2 separate regions of the Sus scrofa genome follow, and region 2 is linked to region 1. The links are chromatin contacts, called in public HiChIP or PLAC-seq maps. All regions are on one chromosome and are shown on one strand. The core of a region is the stretch at or near the end of the contact, and the rest is flanking DNA. Distances in the headings are between cores, read along the strand shown.

What was found. HiChIP or PLAC-seq counts read pairs in DNA pulled down with a chosen protein or histone mark.
Region 2: a contact with region 1 is called in an H3K27ac HiChIP or PLAC-seq map of skeletal muscle. The contact joins two enhancer-like sites. A contact is called at or near these places in 1 of 47 Hi-C or Micro-C datasets (skeletal muscle) and 1 of 2 datasets of contacts at active chromatin or transcription factors (skeletal muscle).

Annotation. Positions count from the first base shown.
Region 1 is chr6:8,765,010-8,770,317 of Sscrofa11.1, reverse strand. All of the region lies in intron 2 of MAF (transcription factor Maf), which reads right to left. Among named protein-coding and RNA genes, the nearest start is that of MAF, 300 kb to the right of the region's middle. Within about 2 kb of position 2,082, at least 3 of the 83 cell types and tissues checked have an H3K27ac peak or open chromatin away from gene starts, as enhancers often do. A contact at or near this core is called in skeletal muscle, where this site is marked.
Region 2 is chr6:9,041,280-9,046,587 of Sscrofa11.1, reverse strand. All of the region lies in intron 8 of WWOX (WW domain-containing oxidoreductase), which reads left to right. Among named protein-coding and RNA genes, the nearest start is that of MAF, 580 kb to the right of the region's middle. Within about 2 kb of position 2,062, at least 1 of the 83 cell types and tissues checked has an H3K27ac peak or open chromatin away from gene starts, as enhancers often do. A contact at or near this core is called in skeletal muscle, where this site is marked.

The sequences.
Region 1 (5,308 bases), core at 833-3,332:
CACTTTCTCAGGGCAGCTTGAACAAAGCAGAATGAAGGCAGGAACACAGCTAGTGTTTTTGGTCCACATGTGTCCCTGGAAGTTGGCAGGGACAGGGAGCCAGGCACATTCCTAGCCCGGCACAAGTCTGGCACTTTAACAAGCCCCCAGCTTTCCAGTCTCTCCCTGTAGACAGCATCCTGCACACACATCACCCCCAGTCCCCACCACCCCTCTGGAAACTGAGAATCAGGAGACTGTGTGATGCCATCCCTCTCCTTCCTAAACCAGGTCATCTGGTGGACCTATGCCCTGAAGGGCACACTGATAAGTCTGAGGGAGGGCTCAGGAAGTGATGCTGGTATTGACTCCAGGAGCTTAGAGACAGAGGACTTTGTTGACGGTGATGTAACAGGAAGTTCTGGGGCGCAGCAAGAAGCCTCTTTATTGGGATGCCCATGTTTGGGGGCCACCCTTGCTGGCGAGTCTTGTAGAAGAGAGGAAAGTCAGGTGCACTGTCCTCCAAGTTCATCAGATCATCCACGCCACCACTTGGAGCTGATGCTTAGGCTTAGCCTTGTGGCTTAGGATGCACCCAGCCAAGGAGTAGAACTCAGATAGCAAGTCAACCATCCCCCAGATCAGCTCCAAACTGCTCCCGGGCTGAGCGCTCCAGAGCAAGGCCACCCTTATACCCCAGGCACCCAGCCCCCATGTTGCATCTTAAAGTGAGACCTTGACATTCAAGAAGGAGTCTGGAAACTGGTGGCCAGGAGGACAGTGGAGCAAACACCTGTTTCACGCATGGAACAGCTGGAAAGTAGAAGGACCTTAGCCTGCAAAGAAAGACCCTGGGGTTCGGGTTGCTGCTGAGGGAGACGGACATAGGCAGTTCTATTCTGAGTGAGACCAGAAGGGAACAGCTGGAAGGGAGTGGGGGTGACTCTCAGATTCACATAAGTAACTTCTGACTCCTGGGATGGCTGCCTCAGGACAGGAAAATCCTTAGAGGTGTCTGGTCCTGTTTCTGCCTCCAGCATCATGCCCACCCCCCATGTGATCAGCTCCAGTGAGAAGACTCTTCCATGTATTTAGATTATTCATCCCGTCCTTTGATATGTCCTTGCCTCTTTTGTGCCTCAATGGCCCTGTGTCAGCTTTTCAGAGGAAGCCCACTTGACCTTGTCTTCCTTCTGCTGGCTCCCAAACATCCTGGTAATGCTTGGTTGGGCATGCTGGGATCAGGTTGGGCATGTCAGAGGTTGCAAGCATGGGTTTTGAAAGATGACAAATACAAGATCAGATCCTGGCTTCAGCACTCTTAAGCTGCGTGGCCTGATGCAAATGGCTTCTCTGAGTCTGCGTGCTCATCCATAAAGTGGAGGTGGGGAGTGGATGGCACTGCCTGCTGGGATTTTGCGAGGCATGAGATGAGATCATGTGTGGGTACCCACGGGCTCTGGGGAAAGGATCTACTTTCTTTCGTGTTTCTGAAACAGCAATGAATCAGTCTGACTAGAGTCTTTTTCTTTGTAGCCAGGAGTTTGGGCATCAAGCTGGCCCAACATTGGAAGATCCAAGTAGGCTAAGTTTTGGCTCTCTGCACATTCTCCAAGTGCTGCAGGCGTTTCTATCAAATAGCAGCAAAGGGGCAAGACCCACCTCAAGGAGGCGTGGACCAAGGAGGGCTTGAACTGCCCTGGAGAGGGGATCATAGCCAGCCCAGCGAGGATGGGTCTGGAACGTACACCTGCCCTTTAACCCGTGGTGTGCTGGAGTGGCCCAGGCCACAAATCTCTGCCAAACCACATTTGGTGACCTCACGTTGCTAGCTTGAAATGTGCTGTGGTGAGAGCATTTACACCACGGAAATGGGCAACAGCTCCCGATTTGGGCTTCTCCAGCCTCAGAGACCTGGTAAGTAAATATTCTCCAGCACCGCCCTGCCTTCAACAATAGGAAAAGAAAGGCCCAAATCACATGAGGCACTTCCCACATCTTCATGTGCCCTGGGAAAGAGTCAGTGGTGCTGATGAATGTGAAACCCCAGAAAAGCTCCTGTCTCCTGCTGATATGAAGAAAGAACTTGTCTGGCAGAGGATGCAATAAGGATCTTTGACTCTGTCATCTGCCCATGTGAGAAGCAGGCGGTGCCGGCCCGGGGAGTCACTTAACCTTAAAGTGCCAGCATCCTGGGGCAGGGGGGTACTTGGAAGCCCTCATCAGGGTGCCCTCAGGAAGGAGGCAGGACATGCCCATGACTGGGAATGGGCAGCACCTCTGAAAAATGCCCAGAGCCAGGGCTGAAGCTTCACCATCATTTACCATTTCCTTATAGGGAGTGGAGGAGCCGGGGAAGGGTGTTGAAGTTTGATTAGTAATAAGAACATAGCAGCTTAACCTCTAACATTTAGCACTCACCCCGATCGAATTACTTATCTCTATCTGGGTGAGCCTTGCTAGCCGCCTGCCTGGGAACACTACACCTCTCTAAAAGCTGTCCGTCTCTGTCACAGACTTTGCACAATGGGGCCCACAGCTATTTTTAAAGGACTGTGTCACCTTTCAAGAGAAATTGTGTCTGCTCAGAAGATTGACTTTTTTTTTTTTTGGTTGCTTTCTGTACAAATTTGGTAGTCTTTCATCTCCCACGGTAAAGCTGGGGCACCTCATACCCCATAAGCAGGCACCATTTAGCTTCCTTATTTTAGGGAGACTATAAAGCTATTGAGAAAAAAAAAATCATGGCCCAATGTCGACATTGTCTGTGGAAAGCAAAGACATAAAATGCAAGGGACACTGGCCCTGGAACTAGGGGGTGGCAAGCAGGTGACTGGAATAATCACACTGTTTTCTCTATTCCTGCCTCAAAGTCTGCAAGATAGAGGTTGTCAACGCCCTGTGCAGATGATTCCACCAAGGATGGCAGACCCTGGAATTGAACTCTCTGCCTGAGTTAGAGGCCCCTTTCTAGCTGCGACTTTGTGCCTCGGTTTCCTCATCTTCACAATGTAGCTGTGGGGAGTGCTTACCTCGTCACAGAGTCAGTGAGAGAATTCAGGGAGTGAATCCAACTGAAGTATCCAGCTGAGCGCCTTGAGCAGAGGAAGTGGCCCACACCTATGGGCTTGTTTTGGAGGACAGGCGCTAGTGACCACTCTTCAGGCTTCTCACTAAATCTCTCCTTCTAATGAATTCTCATAGAAACCTTGCAACACGAGCGTCTCCACGTTCCAGAGGGAGATAACACCTCCGTGGATTTTTGTCGCTGTTGCTGTTAGGAGGGTTAAATTAAGTTTCTTCAAGGGTTTGGCTCAGCACCCAGTGCGTGGAAAGTTCTCAGCCAATGATAGCTATTTGTCAGTCATCCTTAGAAATAGTCTTATCATGAGGAAACTGAGGTTGAGAAAGTTTTGGAGGCACTATGGGCACAGGAAGCAGGTTGGCAGGGTGAAAACAGATAGAATGTTCTGGAAGACTCATCTAAGGCAGATGAGGTGGTGGAGTGAGATGCAGTGAGTTAAGGCTATAAAAAACACTGGTAAGGTTCTGGATGGCTTGCTCTTAATCTCTCCCCTTTAAAGAAAGTGAAACCCCAATCTGCAGTGTGGTGTATGCTGTGGACCACATGGTCTCCACCACAGCTCTGCTCAGAGTGAGGGCTGTGCTCTAAGATGAGTCAAAGAGCACATTGCATGTGAATGCTTGACGTTAGAGCTCAGTGCCTGTCCTGTGCTGGGGTATCGGCTTTTAGATTCCCTGCTTGGACTATCTTTGGGAGAAACTATCCAACTACTAATACTGTGAGCCCTGCAGAGGGACTTGGCATTCCCTGCAAACCCATCTTCCAGTCTCTTCACGATACTGCCCTCGCATCTTCCGTTATTGCCCAATTTGGGTTCCTGAAAGGGAGGGAACGTGCAGGGGAGAAGAGGGGCCAAGTGGAGTTTATGTGAATATCTATTTACTTAAAAGTCACTTAGGACGTTCCAAATGCAAGATAAGACTTGAGGGAGGCCAGGATGAAAAAGAGGGGGGAGCTTTCGACCCTTGAGGATTTCTCAGCCCAGTGAGGAGACCAAAGAATGAGACTGCAATAAGATTGATACCTGAATGGAGGTCTGATACAGTCTGCGGGAGCATAAGGAAGGAATGGTTAACTCTGCCTCAGGGTGGCTGGAGCAAGACTTCAAAAGAGAGAGGAGACTTGAGATGGGTTATAAAGGGTGGTTAGAAGCTCACTGATGGAAAGGCCTCTAAGAAAGGGGAACAGAAAGAACAAATGCCTGCAGGGTGAAAGCGGAGTGAGAGGTACTGGGGAAGAAAGTTGACTGTTGAACTTCCAGAGCCTGGCATAGTGCCTGGGATGGATACACAGCCGAGTAGGAATCTATTAAAAAGGAACGACTAATTGGGTGGTCTCTTCATTATACCTTCATATCAGGAGTCCTAGGCTTTGAGTCTACTGCAGTTTCTGCTTTTTGTTTGTTTGGTTTTTGTTTTTTGGTGTGCGTGTCGGGGGGTGACATGATCTCAGCAGACTCACTCATACGTCCACAGGTTGGTGAGGAAGGGGCTGATCTAGGCTCTGAATGTCCTGCACTGCCCATCTTCAACCTGACACCATCCTACCCAGCAGCCAGCCATCTCATGGGGGAGAAAGTTCTTAGAACCATGACACTTTTGATGAAGTACATGTTCCTTCAAAGTTGCTCAGGGTGTTCTGTTTCCATCTGAGAAGACTAAAGAGTCCTCTTTAGGACAGGACCTGAGCTGACTTTAAGGATCTGTTCACCTGTGCAGATTGGACCTGCTGGGACCGATGACTCTTTCGGCAACTGCAATTTGCTCTATTTCCACCCAAGTCAACTATTTAACAATGCAGACATTTCCACCAACACGTGTTTGAGATCTCTTTCTCATCCCAGTTTCTATGCACACGTATGTAAGGTGCTATTGCATTTTCCCTTTAGCAAAATAAGTATCTGTTTACTGTTGCCAAGGACAACTGGTTTACCAGCTGTCATCCTCCTGGTGACAAGCTTTTCCCGAGCCTGGGAGTAGAGTTAGGGCATTAAGAACCTCAAGGAGGAGACTAGGCAAACTTAATTCTGAGCAGAGAGAGTCCACCTTAAAAAATTAGCTGTAGGGCAGAATCTCATGGTATCAAATGTCTCTTGGAAACTTAGGTAGAAACTACAAGAGTGTAGCAGGGTAGGGCCTGGGAAAAGAGGCCAGATTGTCTTCTTTCAAACCTCAAGATGAATTTTATTGGTTTTTGTGACCTTGGGTAAATCTTGGCAACTTTCTAAGTCTCAGTTCCTTTAGC
Region 2 (5,308 bases), core at 813-3,312, 280 kb before region 1:
GAGAATCTCCAAATGTCCTCATGCACGCCACAGTCGAACGTTCCTGTGGGAGAAGGAGATGGAAAGGAGGATTTGTGTGTCGGGAGATGAGTAAGAAGATGGTCATTACAGAGCCTATTAGGAGTGTCCACTCCCTGCACAGAATCCCCTGAATGGATCCTGATTGACAACGACCCTTGGGGCCCTGTATCCACCGCAGTTCCACATCCCGAATGATGCCCTTCCGCCTTCTCCAGGCATGATCCATGGAACACAGTCAAAAACTGAACACTCCTGACGAACGTCTCCCTTCCTCTTAAGAAGCCAAAAGCCTACCGATCCTATAAGGGACACCCTTTCCTAAAGACTGATCATTGGTCCATTTATTGAGTTCTCCTTTTGGCAAATATTCATTAGGCACCAGCTCAGTGCCATGTGCTGTGCCGGGACGAACAAGGCCCCCTGCCTTCCAGGGGCTTACAGTCAAGTAGGGGCTCAGTTAGTAAGAGGAGAAGCATACCCATTTCAAATGTGTTTCCAGTTTACTGGCTGTGTGACCTTCAACAAGTCGCTGAGCCTCTCTGTGACTCAGTGTCCTCACACGTAAGATGGGATAAAGTCCGTTCCTCCACTGTTGTCCACGTGAAACGAGTTGTAACATACAAAGCATTTAGAAAAGTGCTATATAAGGACTAGTTCTTTATCATAATACGTACTTCAAAGAAACGCCATGAAGGAGTCATGGGAGCGTGGGAAAGCTTTAGGTATTAGACGGATGAGATTTTTCTAGGTCATTGAGATAGACAATGCGTAAATGCGCACGTCCTCCTTTGGGCTCCAGACCCTGTGCTCGTCACCTCCCTGCTTGTGCTGTTTCTTTAAAATATGTCCACGGATAATAACAAAACGCCCTTCACCATTGCCCTCTCCCTGTGCCCTTCTCTCCCCCATTATGTTCGTTCTGTCCTGAGACATTGTATTCCTATCGGGCAAGCCATCAGTCTGGGAGAGGCCAGTCGTTTGAAGAGGCTGTCCCTGTCACCTAGGGAAAGAAGGGAGAGGCATCAGAAGTACGTGGTGTGTGTGTGTACATTTGTGTGCATGATGAAAGAACTTGTTACATCAAATGAAAGAACACTCTTGTTTCTATCTTTCTAACTCTTAAATTGTCCCTGTTGAGTCTGATTGAGCCAGGAGAGGTGCCCCTCCCTTTACTTTAATCCTCAGTCATTTTACTGTCATGGCCTCTGTGCCCACAAGCAGCTGGGAAGGCTTATTGCAGGGGATGCTGTGAGTCTGGGCGAAGGCTGCAGCACAGATAGGCGGTCAGCACCTCCTTTGTGGTGCTTCTGCATGAAGGACCGTTCCAGCAAATGCCCATTTCCGTGGTTCCCGACAGTGGAACTCCTTGAAGGAATGATCAGTTTTCTGCCTGTTTCCTCTCCTCCTCTCTCGAACTAGCTGCCATCAGGCTTTCGTTTCTGCCCATCAGTTTCTTGCCCTCACACCTGGTCAAGTCTCTGGCCAGGCATCCCCCTGCGCTGTCCCCCTCCTTCTTTGTAGACGTGGTCTATTTTTTGTTTATTTATGCTTGGTCTTCTCTGCTAGCAGGTAAACTGATTGGCAGTTACATTCTCTGCAAAAGTGCTTATAAATACTTTGTTGCTTGAATGGAATGCAAGTGTTGCTGACTTAGTGTTAGAAGCCATCTGCGAAGGAAAAGTCCTCCCTTCCCCAGGCAGCCAGCCTCCTCAGAGTCCTCTCCCGGGACTTCCTGCCCTCCCAGCAGAGGACTTGCAGTAAGCCCATAGATAATTAGCTTTGAGATAGGAACCTCACAAAAGCAGAATCCCCAGATTGTCTAATTGATCTTCCTGCCTCCGCACTGGTCCCAGTCAGTCTCCAGCACCAGAAGCTGCCAGAGCAAGCGTCCCAGGGAATGGAAGATGCCTTAACCCCATACAGATTCACCCTTAGTGTTCCTGGAATCTGATGAGGGTGACTGAGGCGAGAGCACTGGGTGAAGCCTCTGTCATCCTTGCAAAAATAGTACCCACAGTAACCAGTGACATTTATGAACCACCGAAGCATGCCAGAAGGATGCCAGGTGTTTCCCAGAGCTTAGCTCACTGGAAACCTATAACCATCTTGGGAGTGAGGTTGAGTATCTTCCTCCCCTCCCCCACCAATGCACACGAGGAAACCGAGGCATGGACAGTGTGCCCGCATTTGCCCAAGCCCCCAGGAATAGACAGCAAAGGCAGGATGTGAACCATCCCTAGTGATCCTAGCAACAGTGGCCCCCCACTGCCTTGTTCTCCCACCTTCCGCCACCCCCCCAATACAGAGTCCTGTCTTCTGCCTCACTTGATCATCAGAAAACATTTCATGCATGGGACGCTCAAGAGAGAGGAGCTGGGGGACTGCTGTTGAAAAGGGGTTCCCTGGGGGAGATGGCCACGTCTACCTGCTTCCCACATGCTGTGTATCGGTGGTCTTACCTCGTACGGTCTGCCTCTGTCGCAGCCCGCCATGCCCGCCAGCGTTCTTTGTCCATTTCACAGCTTGGTAGATTTCAGACTCATTTTGATGAGCAAAGGGCAGAGCAGATAAACTCCTTGGAAAGAAACAGTGCCGTAACCGCCACGTGGGTGACATCCTGCTCCGGGAAGGGTGGGCTCGCTGTGCTGAACTTGGCAGCTAGGTAGCTCCACACACACCCCCCGGGGTGGGGAAACTCGAGACGCTTCGGCAGCGTGCGGCACCTGCCCGATGGCGAGTATGATGAATGCCATTTGGAGTTGCCATTCCCCTTCTGCGCTCGGTGAAGGCCGCGCACGCCTCGCATTAATCACCACCAAGCAAACACGGGCTCCCAGCAAAAGAGCCAAATGATTGGGAACAAATTCAAAACAGCTTTATTTCATTGACAGACAGGGCCTTTTTGTTAAACTCTGGTTTAAAACCCTTGTACATCTCTGTCTCGTTCACACGTTACCATAGTCATTCATATTTATACAAACCGCGGAACTTGGAGCTGGCTTATTTATCACAACCTATTGGCAGGAAAAGGGTCCCATAAAAAGAATCTTTATTTGAATTTTTTTTAAAAGCTGTTCAACTGTGCTAATGGGAAGGATGCTCTTATCAACTGATATCGAAGGAAATGGGCTTTTGCATTGAAAAAAAAAGAAAATAAAGAATCTTATAAATATCCGTGTGCAAATAGAAAACAGCAGGTAATTAAGCGAGGCAGCGTGTGGTCAGCAAGACAGCCCGTGTCCTTGCTGCTGCTGGGAAAGCACAGAAGCTGAAAGAGGGACCCACTTGTCTGAGGTTAACCCAAGTTTTGGTAAGCAGTGCTAGTTAGTTAGCTTTCGGGTAGAGCTGTATGTAAACCAACTCTGGCCCAAATTACCAGTTTGATTGGTTCAAAAGACTCTTGTTTCTGGCTCCCCCCACCCACCCTGCCCCCCAAAATGATGAAAAGGCTACCCAAACCTTTAAGTCCCATTATTCAGGACAGGCCGATTGTAATAGTAATATTTGAGCACCTAAAATCATATTGAAAGACCTTCCGTGAAAAAGAATCTGCCCCCCACCCAAATAAAGGCAGTGTGTTCCTGATAACTTCTGACTGTGCCTCCGAAAGAATTAAGTTTCCAAGAATAGCAAGTTGACACCCAGGAGGAAAGTTAGGCTCTCTCTGGAATTAACCCGAGGCAGTGGAAGTCTCGCATTTCTTTCTTGCGTTTAGATCACCCATAAACATTGAAACCAACACCTATTCTCAGAGAACACTGTGCTCGACTGTTCTTAGGAATGTGTGTCTGGTGTTGTTGTTGGGGGTTTTTTTGTTTGTTTTCTGTTTCAGTGTCAGAAACCAGCCGGGAAGGGTCCTAAGTTAGAATAACTTTGAGAAGCGAACCGAACTTAGGAAGTGTTATCCAGCAAGACAGGTCTCTGGGCTCTCTGGGGAAATGACATATCAGGACAGATGGCTTTCATGGATGATTTCTTGATGGACGGCTAGGATTTTTGTTATCGCCGGTAGAAAAATCCCCGTCGTCTGAAAGGGAGGAGCGCTGGCCCCGCATTGGGGTTGGATACGGATGATGGAAGCGCCTTGGCACGTGCGTGAGGCAGCCAGGCTAATAGGTTTGGACTCGTGTAGCAGTAAGGCTGTTGCTGTGGGGTCAGGAGAAGGTCCAGAAGTTCAGGTCACGATCACTAAAGCCAAAGAGCTCAATAAATCCAGGGAGCTGGCCACTGTATGGATTTAGTCCATCGGGCAGCATTCTAGCTGATCAGTCAAAGAAATCATGTTTTTTAAAAAAATCTGTGTGTATAACTGATTTGCTTTTTCTGTACACCTGAAATGAATGCAGCTTCTCCAGTCAACTGTCTTCCAATAAAATGTTTAAAAATTTTTTTAAGTGCCAAAAAATGAAAAATATACATGCCGTTTTTTTTTTTTTTTTTTTTTTTTTAAGTTTGGTTTCCTTAGAGCAGCACAAATCAGGTTTTTTATTTTTTCCGCGTCTTATTAAATTGGTAATTCTGTACTGGTCAGGGAATGGGGGAGGTACGTGGAGGTGCTTGTCAATATCGCTAGGGGGACTTTTTCAGAGAGTATCCTCACGCGGCACAGAACCTGGAAAAAGCACCTTCAGGGCAGGTTACTCCTCACCCCTCCCAACCCTGCCACTTGGAGACCCGCGATGCTCAGACATCATACGTGACCGTGGTTGGGACCCACTGTGTTTCCCAGACTGGCGCATAGGCCTCTGCTTCCAGGGTAATGGCTTTTCATCACACGTGTGCCTGCTCTATGCTGACTCACCCGATAAGGGATTTGTTACTGGGGTGACTCTTGCACCGCACACATCCCCTCAGCGTACTAACTCTTACTTCCTCCATGCATTTGGACAGCCTGACCACCCCCCTTTCTTCTTAACTCGGAGAACACGGTTTTAGGGTTTGGAATCGGTGCCTTTGTTAGAGGAAGCTGGAAAGCGGTTTCGACCATTGGCAAGGGCGCAGAGCACCAAAAGGGGGTATGGGGTCCCTCCCCCTCACCTCTCAGAGCCCCGTTACCCAAGGGGGTTCAGCATATTTCCCTGGGTTCAAACCTAGTTTCGTCTTATTTTCTCTCTGGTTTTAAACATGGGCTTTTGAGTGCTCTGTCTCCCCTCGTTTATTAGAAGCGAGCTGGTTCAGGTCCTTGAAGACCCAAGAAGGGCCCGGCTGGCCCTCTGCCACCTCCTACCCCGCAGCAGGCTCAGCTTGCATCTGGTAACCCGCTGCTGGTTTTCCTCCACTACTCTTG